Linked DNA regions of Arachis hypogaea: region 2 is linked to region 1. Evidence: chromatin contacts called from public Hi-C data. All regions are on one chromosome and are shown on one strand. The core of a region is the stretch at or near the end of the contact, and the rest is flanking DNA. Distances in the headings are between cores, read along the strand shown. Region 1 overlaps LOC112796516 (histone-lysine N-methyltransferase ATXR7). Region 2 holds the start of LOC112794751.

Region 1 (4,871 bases), core at 874-3,373:
TTGTGTTTTGGGCCAAAAATTGTAGTATTAGTTTTTCATGTCACTGTAATATCCACTCTACAAATAAGAAACTATTACTAGTGTCTACTTGAAATTTAAATATTAATTATACCCTATTTTTGGTACATTTATTTCCCATGTTCAAATTAAGAGGTGGGTATCATTTGAGGAAGAAATGTGTATAGTAGTACCAATCCATGTACAATGGTTAATTGGCGGTGGGAAAAGACGCCTCTTGTGGGAAGCTTGATAAGTGATGATGTATCCTTTCAAGTACAAGAATATGTTGATGTTATTGGAGCCTCTTCTGTTATATTTATTATACTTCCCTCCTTTTTTTCAATTCCTATGGTTGCAGTTGCAGGAGTAGCTCAAGTAGGAAAAAACCGTGTTAGTTTTGCCGAGTTGGATTGTGCCTACTGGTACGTTTCTCTTTTCCGTCCCTTGTTATGCATTTTTTGTTTATCAATTGATTCCCTCAACCCACAGCTCCTCAGGAAATAAGGTGACCAATATCATCAACCTAAGGTAAAATGCAAAGTAAAATGTTTGAAAGGTTCCACTTTATATACACGTCAGATTGAAACCATAAATGTAATTCCATTTGAGTTGCTCTTTGTAATTGATATGATACGAGAGTAATGGTTATAATTAGAGAGGCCAACAAAATTTGGTTCGTATAACTAGAAACGAATGCTAGGATTATAAGTAACTAAAAGGTTACACGATCGCACAAAGAAGTAATGTGACTTTATAATCTCTTGACCATTCATGTAAGATTCAACGCTTCAGCTTTCATCCTTTGATTCTCATTATAAACCCTAAACCAAAATAAAATTTATATTAATTTTTAAAATATTTATTAAATTTTTATAAAAAAAAGGGTACCCATTGCGCAGATTTACAGCTAATTTATCTTTAAAATGGGGTATGTTCTTTAACTTCTACTCTTAAGTTCTCAAACGTGGCAACCGGCAAGATCTATTGTGTGTGTATGATGTCTCGTGGTTTAAGCAATTAACTCCGCCTGTGTTCTTATATTAACCTTACACAGCCGGTTCCCAGCCCGGACAAAGGAGGAGGATTGCAAGTTTCAAGCTTTCCAAAATGTAAGTTTTTCAACCAATTTTGGCTGCCATTTCACTTCACAGCCCATGTAGTTGAAATATGTACACTTTTCTCTTCTAAGGAATGTTATTTCTACAATTGGGTAGGTTTGACCACCCAACTTAACAACTCAAATTTTATTATGATAGATTTGACTATTCCGGTAATTTATTATTTTATTAAAAAAATTATGTGAAATAATATACACTACATAAATGCATGCTGGTTGACTTGATGGTTAATAATTTAGTTGTGTGTGTTCGTGTGGTATTTTTATTAATTCAAACCACTTTTATTAAAAACCTTTCTACTAGCCACTAAAATTTGAAACATGTTTGAGGCATAGGATTGTATGTTAGTATCTCCACTAGTGACATTAAATTCGAAGAATATAATTAAAGCATATTTGAAACATTATGGATAATTTAAAAAAAAAAACGTATTAAGAATGATTTTGAAACTTGTATTTTACATGAAGAACAAAATTTCAAGAAAAACACCATATCATGCACTTCTATTTTACATTGATTTGAAATTGATAAATTTAGTTAATATTTAAATTTTAGTTGATCAAGTTTAGTTTTAATTTAATTCAAATTGGATCCAGATATACTTATCTTGTTCATACAAAGTTTACTTTGGATCAGTTATCCTCTACCCATTGAGGTGTCCTACAAACCAACGGGGGAGTTGTCACTCTCTCTAACAATAGATTTATAATAATACAAAAATTTCAGCCATCGTATAAGAAATAAGAATATAGATATTTGATGCTTGTAAAAAAAGTAACTATGTTAATATAAAATTATTTGATTATTCTATCATGACAAATTTGATTTTGTTATGAGACGTTTAATTATTTTGTTCGAAAAAATGTGTAAAACAAATGTATAAATATAGATAAATACATCAGAACTGATTTAATGACTTCTTATGTTCATAGAACATTTTTCTGATTTAGTGAAGTGTGTATATATATATATATATTTGGGCCTCTATGATCCGATCCGCTATACTACATGCTTCTGATATCTGCTCCTCTTTATCTTCGAAATGATCAGATACGATCTGTAAAATTCGGATTGGTATTAGATCGATCCATAAATTAGGCAGATCGAATTCGATTTTATTTAGCATGATCAAATCGTATTAAAAGGAATATGCATTATCTATCGACAGTGTTTCGAAGGAAAGAAAGCATCCGTTGTCAATTTGGCTTCGAAAGAAATGGAAAGATTCTTACCTGCTGAAGTCAAAATCAAATAATGGCTAATACGACAATATATTTTTATTTTTACTTCACTTTCTTAGTTTGAAATAGAACTTGTATTCTTTCGCGTTTGTTTTTTTCGCTTTACTTCACTTTATTTCACTTTCTTATTACGGCAAATGTTCAACATCAACTCAAAATTTTAAAAGACCTCGATCTAGGTTTTTAAAATGGTGAAAATTCAGGTGCATTCGACTTTATATGAAGTTGATACCTGAGAACTGTTAGATAATTTAACTGATTTAACTAAATTTTCATCTAACAGTTTTTAGATATCAACTTCACGTGAAGTCGACTTCACCTGAGTTTTTACCTTTTAAAATATCTGCATCTATATATCTCAGCATCTTGAAATTGTGATTATATTGTGTAGTTAATCTTGAAGATAAATGTTGATAAATCTAGAGTAGTCCATTCTTTGAATATAACTAGAAGGACATAGGAGATTTTTTCTAGCATTTCTGATTTTCGGTTCACTTGTGATCTTCATAAGTATATTGGGATGAATATGGGATATGGTCGGTTTAGCATAGCTTCTTTTCAGGGAGTTCGTCACAAAATTCAAGTCCGCTTAGGCTAGTTGGAAGCGTTTATGATCTCCAATTTCAAGTGGGGTCTACACAACATAAAAAAAATAAAAAAAATAAAAAAGGAGTGGCTAAAAGAAAAAAGGGAGAGAGAACGAGTTCAAGGCTCTCTCATTTTGAAAGAAAAAGAAAAAAGGAACATTAAGGGTTCATCATCGAGGGAGAAGAAGAAAATTTGGGAAAAAAGGGTAAGTTATTTTTGATCCGATTGAATCGGTAAACGTGTTTTATTTATTATGAAATTTTAGTATGTTATTTCTGATGTAGAGATGAATATTAGGATATAACTTATTAGTTATATTGCTTTCTCTTTTGTCTAATTTGAGATACCCACTTTGTGGAGGATTTATATTGATTCCATCAGTTTTGATGATGTATTTTGTTGATTGTTGAGATGTCTTGGTGCTATTAAGAAGATTGTTTGTGTAGCCATTATTTTGATAGTGGCAGATTTTTCTGGATTAGGTCTCGTAGATTTTTTGTCCCTCTTTTGGAAATTTTCCTACGTTAAAATTCTGGTGTCTAATTATTTAATTTCTGTCATTATATTTGCTGCTTGGAGTATCTTTGGTATTCAATTGCACAGGTTGTGGAAAAATTATTTTTTTGTGCTTCCACTGTTAGACAGGTTCTTGTTTGAACCTTTATTGAATTTTTCTAATAAAGTGGTATCTAGAGCTTTGGTTGTTTATCTCTGTGTTGATTAAATGGAGGAAAATATTCATGGACCGAATATGGTTAAATTGAATTCCCAAAATTATTCAATTTGAAAGACCCTCATGGAAGATATGTTGTATAGCAAGGACTTGTATAATCTTGTGGAGGAGGATAAATCCAAAGGCATTAAATCCGATGCTGAATGGAAGAAGCTGAATCGGAAGGCAGCCCCTTTGATTAGGCAATGGCTTGATCTTGGTGTGTATCCACATGTTGACATCGAAACGAATGCCAAGAATATGTGGAAGAAATTGAAGGAGTTATATGAGAGGAAGAATGTGCAAAACAAAGCATTCTTGATAAGGAAGCTTGTTAATATGAAGTATATTAAAGGTAAATCAATGTCGGAGCACTTGAGCACTTTTAAGGAGATGGTGAACCAACTGACAAATAATGAAATCACTTTGAATGATGAGTTGCAAGATTTGTTGTTGCTGAGCTCTTTGCCTGATAGTTGGGAAGTTTTGGTTGTGACACTGACTAACTCAACTCCAAAAGAAAAGTTAACGTTAGCAATGGTTAAAGAGAGCATGTTGAATGAAGAAGTCAGAAGAAGAGATCGAGGTTTGACTAATGTCTCCTCCAGTCAGAAGCACTTGTTTCAGAGTCACGGGGAGAAGTCAAAGTAGAAAACCTCAAGAGTTCCGACAAGTCAGAGAGTCGAAGCAAGTCAAGAGAAAAATACAAGCCAAGAAAGGAGTTCATTTGTCACCATTGTGGCAAGTCTGGGCATATCAAGAGGTATTGTAGGTTCTTGAAAAGAGAACAATCAAGGGGAAGAAACGAAAACACAGGTAAAGATAGTATAAAGAAACTGCTGCTATTGTTTATGAAGATGTTCTTATCACATATGATGAAAATTATGTGAATCTTGTCTGTGATGATTCCACTTGGATTATGAATTCTAGTGCCTCATGTTATGTCACTCCGAGGCGTGAATTTTTCACTTCCTATACTGCAAAAAATTTTGGTAAGATCAAATTAGGAGATAAACGAGTATGTGATATCATTGGTATGGGTGATATGTGGCTTGAAACCAACATGGGATGCAACTTGTAGTTGAAGAATGTTAGGCATTCGCCAGATATGAGGTTCAATCTTATTTCAGTGAATACATTGGATCAAGAGGGGTATTGCACTTCTTTTGGTAGTGAAAAATGCAAGATTACCAAAGGGGCTCTCATTATTGC
Region 2 (4,647 bases), core at 471-2,970, 640 kb after region 1:
CTATACTATCCTTATAATCTTATCATATATATTATCAAACACCACCTTGATTCTTTCACATCCATAACAAATTAATATATTAGCAAAATACATTTGAGTGATTATTAGCATCATCAATCATGGAGTCAAGAAATTGAAGGAAGAAAGAGCTGAACAAACTGCAAAAGATCTTGAAGAAATTAACAAAACTAAAAACCATGATCATGATGAACAACAACAAAAACCAGGTGTAATTGGTTCAGTGCTAAGAGCAGTTCATGACACAGGAAAGTGCTAAAGAGTAGTCATGCCTTAAAAAACCATATAAAATCACAAACGTCCATGTGAAAACAAAGAAAAACATATTATGTTTACATATTTTTCCATTCCTAGAAAAATCCAAGAATTTAGTCGTTACACTTAAAATGATTTAAGTAATAGTTACAATTTATAAATTAAAATAGTTCTCCAACCTTTTTTTTTCATTTATTCGTCAACAATGAAGAAGGCAGGTACTAGTTAAATAGTATAAATTGAAGAGAGTTTTAAAGAAGTCACATCTGAAGCCTTAGATTTCTCCGAATATATTACTCGTTGTCAAGCAACGCTAATTTGGTTTCATATCATTTTACATCACCATATGTTATCATCATCACTCACCGAGTATAGAATTTTTGCTTTTCATTACTTTCTAATTCTCTACATCTAATGATCTAAGAATCCAAATGGGTTGTTAAAAACATGGAGCTTGGTAGTTTCTAACGGCTCTATTTCACTCGTAGCAAAACACATTACAGTAAAAGCAACAACAATAAAAATTATGTAGGATGTAATTAATTCATTTAATTGTTTTGGAAGTAAGTTCTGTAGGATAATCAACCATAAAAATTTGAAAATCAAATTCTAACCTCGGAAGAAGAAGTTGTAGACTTGCAGCTTGTAAGAGAGAGCTCGAATTAGACTGCTCGGCGACTGGAGTGCTCCTCGGCAACTAAAGTGTTGCTCCGCGCGGATTGCTGCTCGGCGACGGACTGGACTGGAGTGCTGCTCGGCTTAGGGTTTGTTGTGGTGGCTACCCTACGACGGAGATGAATGGACGACACACTCTGTCACTTTGGCTCCCTCAGGCTCTCCTTCTCTCTGGCATGGAGGTCAGACACTCAGAGGTGGAAGAATAGGAGATGGAAGTGAGTTGTGAGTGTGTCACGTAAAAGGGGAAGAAGAAAGTTAGGGATTTGGCTGATGGCAACTCTTTTATTCCTAGGTTAAAGGGCAACTTTGAACACTCACTCTTCGGTTCGGTTCGGTTCGGTTCGATTTTAGCAAAGTCAACCAAAAACCGAATCGAACCGTTCGGTTTAGTTCAAAAAAAACCAATTTTTTTGGTTCTTCAATCAGTTGTTATAAATTTCGATTTGGTTCTGCAGTAATTTTCGGTCCGGTTCAGTAACTTACACCTCTACCCGTAAGTTTTATTGTTTCAATTTTCTATAGAGACTATGAAGTCCAGTTCAAAAACAGGAAAGTAGTTATGCAACAGGGCAACAGAATTGTGGTCCAAGTTAGCTAGAGTTGATTATAGAGTTTGTTGAGTTGGTTAGGAGTTAGCTAGAGTTGATTATCAGGGTTTATTGAGTTGGTTATGAGCTGTAATATAAAAGTCCATATCTTTTTGGGTGCAGTAATACCTTGAGAACAGGCTTAAGTACCTTGCGGATCAGAAGGCTAAAGGGATTAACCCATGCCCGCACAAGTTCTCTATGACCATGTTAATTAGTCAATACATTGAAAAATATGAATGATTGGAATGCTATTTTTGTAGTCAATACATCTTTTTGTAGTTTAATTATTTACATCTTTTAGGCCGTCACTGTGGCTGTTTTTGCAGAAGGGGCAGAAGCAAAAGAAGCTAGAAATGCTGGAGCTAATATAATTGGTGGTAAAGAACTTATTGAGGATATTGCTAGTAATAAACTGATTTATATATATATATATATATATATATATATATATATATATATATCTTTCTCCCTCATTCCCTCTCTTTGTCCCTCTCCTTCTCTTTCTTCCTCTTTCCCTTTCTCCCTTCTGTGTATGTGTAATGTTCATCATATGAATTGATATTATAGCTTTTTCCCATTATAGTTTTTTTCCTTGAGATTCAAATATTCATTTTGACATGTCAAACTCGAGCGTGCTGATGTAGGAAAATGTGTTTTGTTAATCACATGCTTATGTTAGTTATGAGACATTTGTGTGCCATTAGTTATGCAGAGGAGATATTAAGCTTATCTTCCATGCTTTAGCAATGATAAATTTTTAGTTTTAATACCAATAATATAAAACCCTAAGCTATGTGTTAGGCTTTTTTGTTTTTTGTGCTTATGTTATTCATATCTAATAGAATTTGTATTTGTATTAATTACTACAGGTGGTAATAATAAACTTAAAGTTGACAAGTGCTTCTCAACTCTTGGAATGGCACCTCATCTTGGAAAGGTATTTTGAATCTGTCATCTGAATGATTGATTAGATTTTTTGAAATATGAAGCTTATGCGAACTATTATTGGTGCACGAAATTTACACTCACACTAAGTAATTCCGCACAACTAACTAGCAAGTGCACTGGGTCGTCCAAGTAATACCTTACGTGAGTAAGGATCGATCCCACGGAGATTGCCGGCTTGAATCAAGCTATGGTTATCTTATTATTCTTAGTCAGAATATCAGTATGGTTCTTTAGTCTTAATTGTAAAAAGTGAAAGAGCATGAAATGAATATTTGTTACGTAGTAATGGAGAATGGGTTGGAGTTTTAGAGATGCTTTGTCCTTTGAATTTCTGCTTTCCTACTGTCTTCTTCTTCACGCACGCAGGTCTCCTTCCATGGCAAGCTGTATGTTGGTGGATCATCATTATCAATGGCTACCAGCCGTCCTCTAAGTGAAAAGGGTCCATGTACATGGCTAATCATCTGTTGGTTCTCACTAATGTTGGAATATGATCCATTGATCCTTTTGCGTCTGTCATCATGCCCAACATTCATGAGTTTGAAACTCGTCACAGTCATCCCTTCCCGGATCCTACTCGGAATACCACAGACAAAGTTTAGACTTTTCGGATCTCAGGAATGCTGCCAATTGATTCTAGCTTATACCACGAAGACTCTGATCTCACGAATTTGAATGCTCTGTTGTCAGGAGAGGCAGTCAAACTCGTGAGCCAAGAACCCAAGAGACATCCATTCAATCTAAGGTAGAATGGAAGTGGTTGTTAGGCACACGTTCATAGGTTGAGAATGGTGATGAATGTCACGGATCATCACATTCATCATGTTGAAGTGTGAATGAACATCTTAGAATAGAAACAAGCGAGATTGAATAGAAAACAGAAATACTTGCATTAATTCATCGAGACACTGCAGAGCTCCTCACCCCCAACCATGGGGTTTAGAGACTCATGCCGTCAAAGGTACAATTTCAGATGTAAAATGTCATGAGGTACAAAATAAATCTCTAAAAGTAGTTTATATACTCAACTAGTAACCTAGGTTTACAGAAAATGAGTAAACTAAGATAGATAGTGCAGAAATCCACTTCTGGGCCCACTTGGTGTGTGTTGGGGCTGAGCATTGAAGCTTTCACGTGCATAGGCCATTCTTGGAGTTAAACACCAGTTTGTAACCTGTTTCTGGCGTTTAACTCTGCTTTGCAACTTGTTTCTGGCGTTTGATACCAGAATAGGGCAGAAAGCTGGCGTTAGATGCCAGTTTGCGTCGTCTAAACTTGAGCAAAGTATGGACTATTATAATTGCTGGAAAGCCCTGGATGTCTACTTTCCAACGCAATTGAGAGTGCGCCATTTAGACTCCTGTAACTCCAAAAATTTCATTTCGAGTGCAGGGAGGTTAAAATCCAACAGCATCAGCAGTCCTCTATCAGCCTCTGAATCAGATTTTTGCTCAGGTCCCTCAATTTCAGCCAAAAAATATATGAAATCACAGAAAAACACACAAACTCATAGTAAAGTCCAGAAATGTAATTTTTGCATAAAAACTAATAAAAATATACTAAAAAGTAGCTAGATCCTACTAAAAACTATATTAAAACACCCCAAAAAGCGTATAAAATATCTGCTCATCAATTATGCAGATAGCACAATATCTTAGAAAGCGCAGGCTGATGCCAGACGAGAAATTAAGCGTATCCAATGCTTATTGACTTTCTAATTTTCTTTTTGAACAACACGGCATGAGTATATCGTATTAACTCGTGATTGAAAATATGTTTTACAGCTAGGTACTCTGACTAGTGATATTGCTGGTCAACTAAAAGAACTTAGGCAAGGCTGCATTGACTTTAAGATGGAAAATAAATCAATTTTGCATATTGGACTGGGAAAGGTGAAATTATGTTCTCCTTGAACTCCATATGGGAATTGCTATGCTGCACGAGATGTAATCTTATACTTAAAAGTACTATTTGCAGGTAAGCTACAAAGAAGAGGCTTTACGAGAGAATATGGACGCATTTATGAATGATGTCTTGCTTGTCAAGCTTGCTGGCTTAAAGAGTAAGTAGCACATATCCTTGTGCTTTTGTTTTTATTTTTTTTATCTTAGGAAAAAATATGATTTACCACTACCTACTGGGAAAGAAAATTTTTAAT

The links. A called contact is a pair of places that touch in the nucleus more often than the background predicts.
Region 2: a contact with region 1 is called in a Hi-C map of leaf, with 4 times the contacts expected there. The contact joins the promoter of LOC112794751 here to the enhancer-like site in region 1. A contact is called at or near these places in 6 of 8 Hi-C or Micro-C datasets (leaf and an unstated tissue).

Annotation. Positions count from the first base shown.
Region 1 is chr4:22,395,243-22,400,113 of arahy.Tifrunner.gnm2.J5K5, forward strand. LOC112796516 (histone-lysine N-methyltransferase ATXR7) reads left to right here. Exons shown (of 19, transcript XM_025838995.3): 18 at 359-422; 19 at 1,055-1,349. Among protein-coding and RNA genes, the nearest start is that of LOC112796516, 13 kb to the left of the region's middle. Within about 2 kb of position 2,124, at least 2 of the 3 cell types and tissues checked have open chromatin away from gene starts, as enhancers often do.
Region 2 is chr4:23,033,298-23,037,944 of arahy.Tifrunner.gnm2.J5K5, forward strand. LOC112794751 reads left to right here and starts at 1,721. Exons shown (of 5, transcript XM_025836734.1): 1 at 1,721-1,747; 2 at 1,843-1,945; 3 at 2,411-2,478; 4 at 4,274-4,381; 5 at 4,467-4,559. The coding sequence starts at 1,721. The coding sequence ends at 4,559.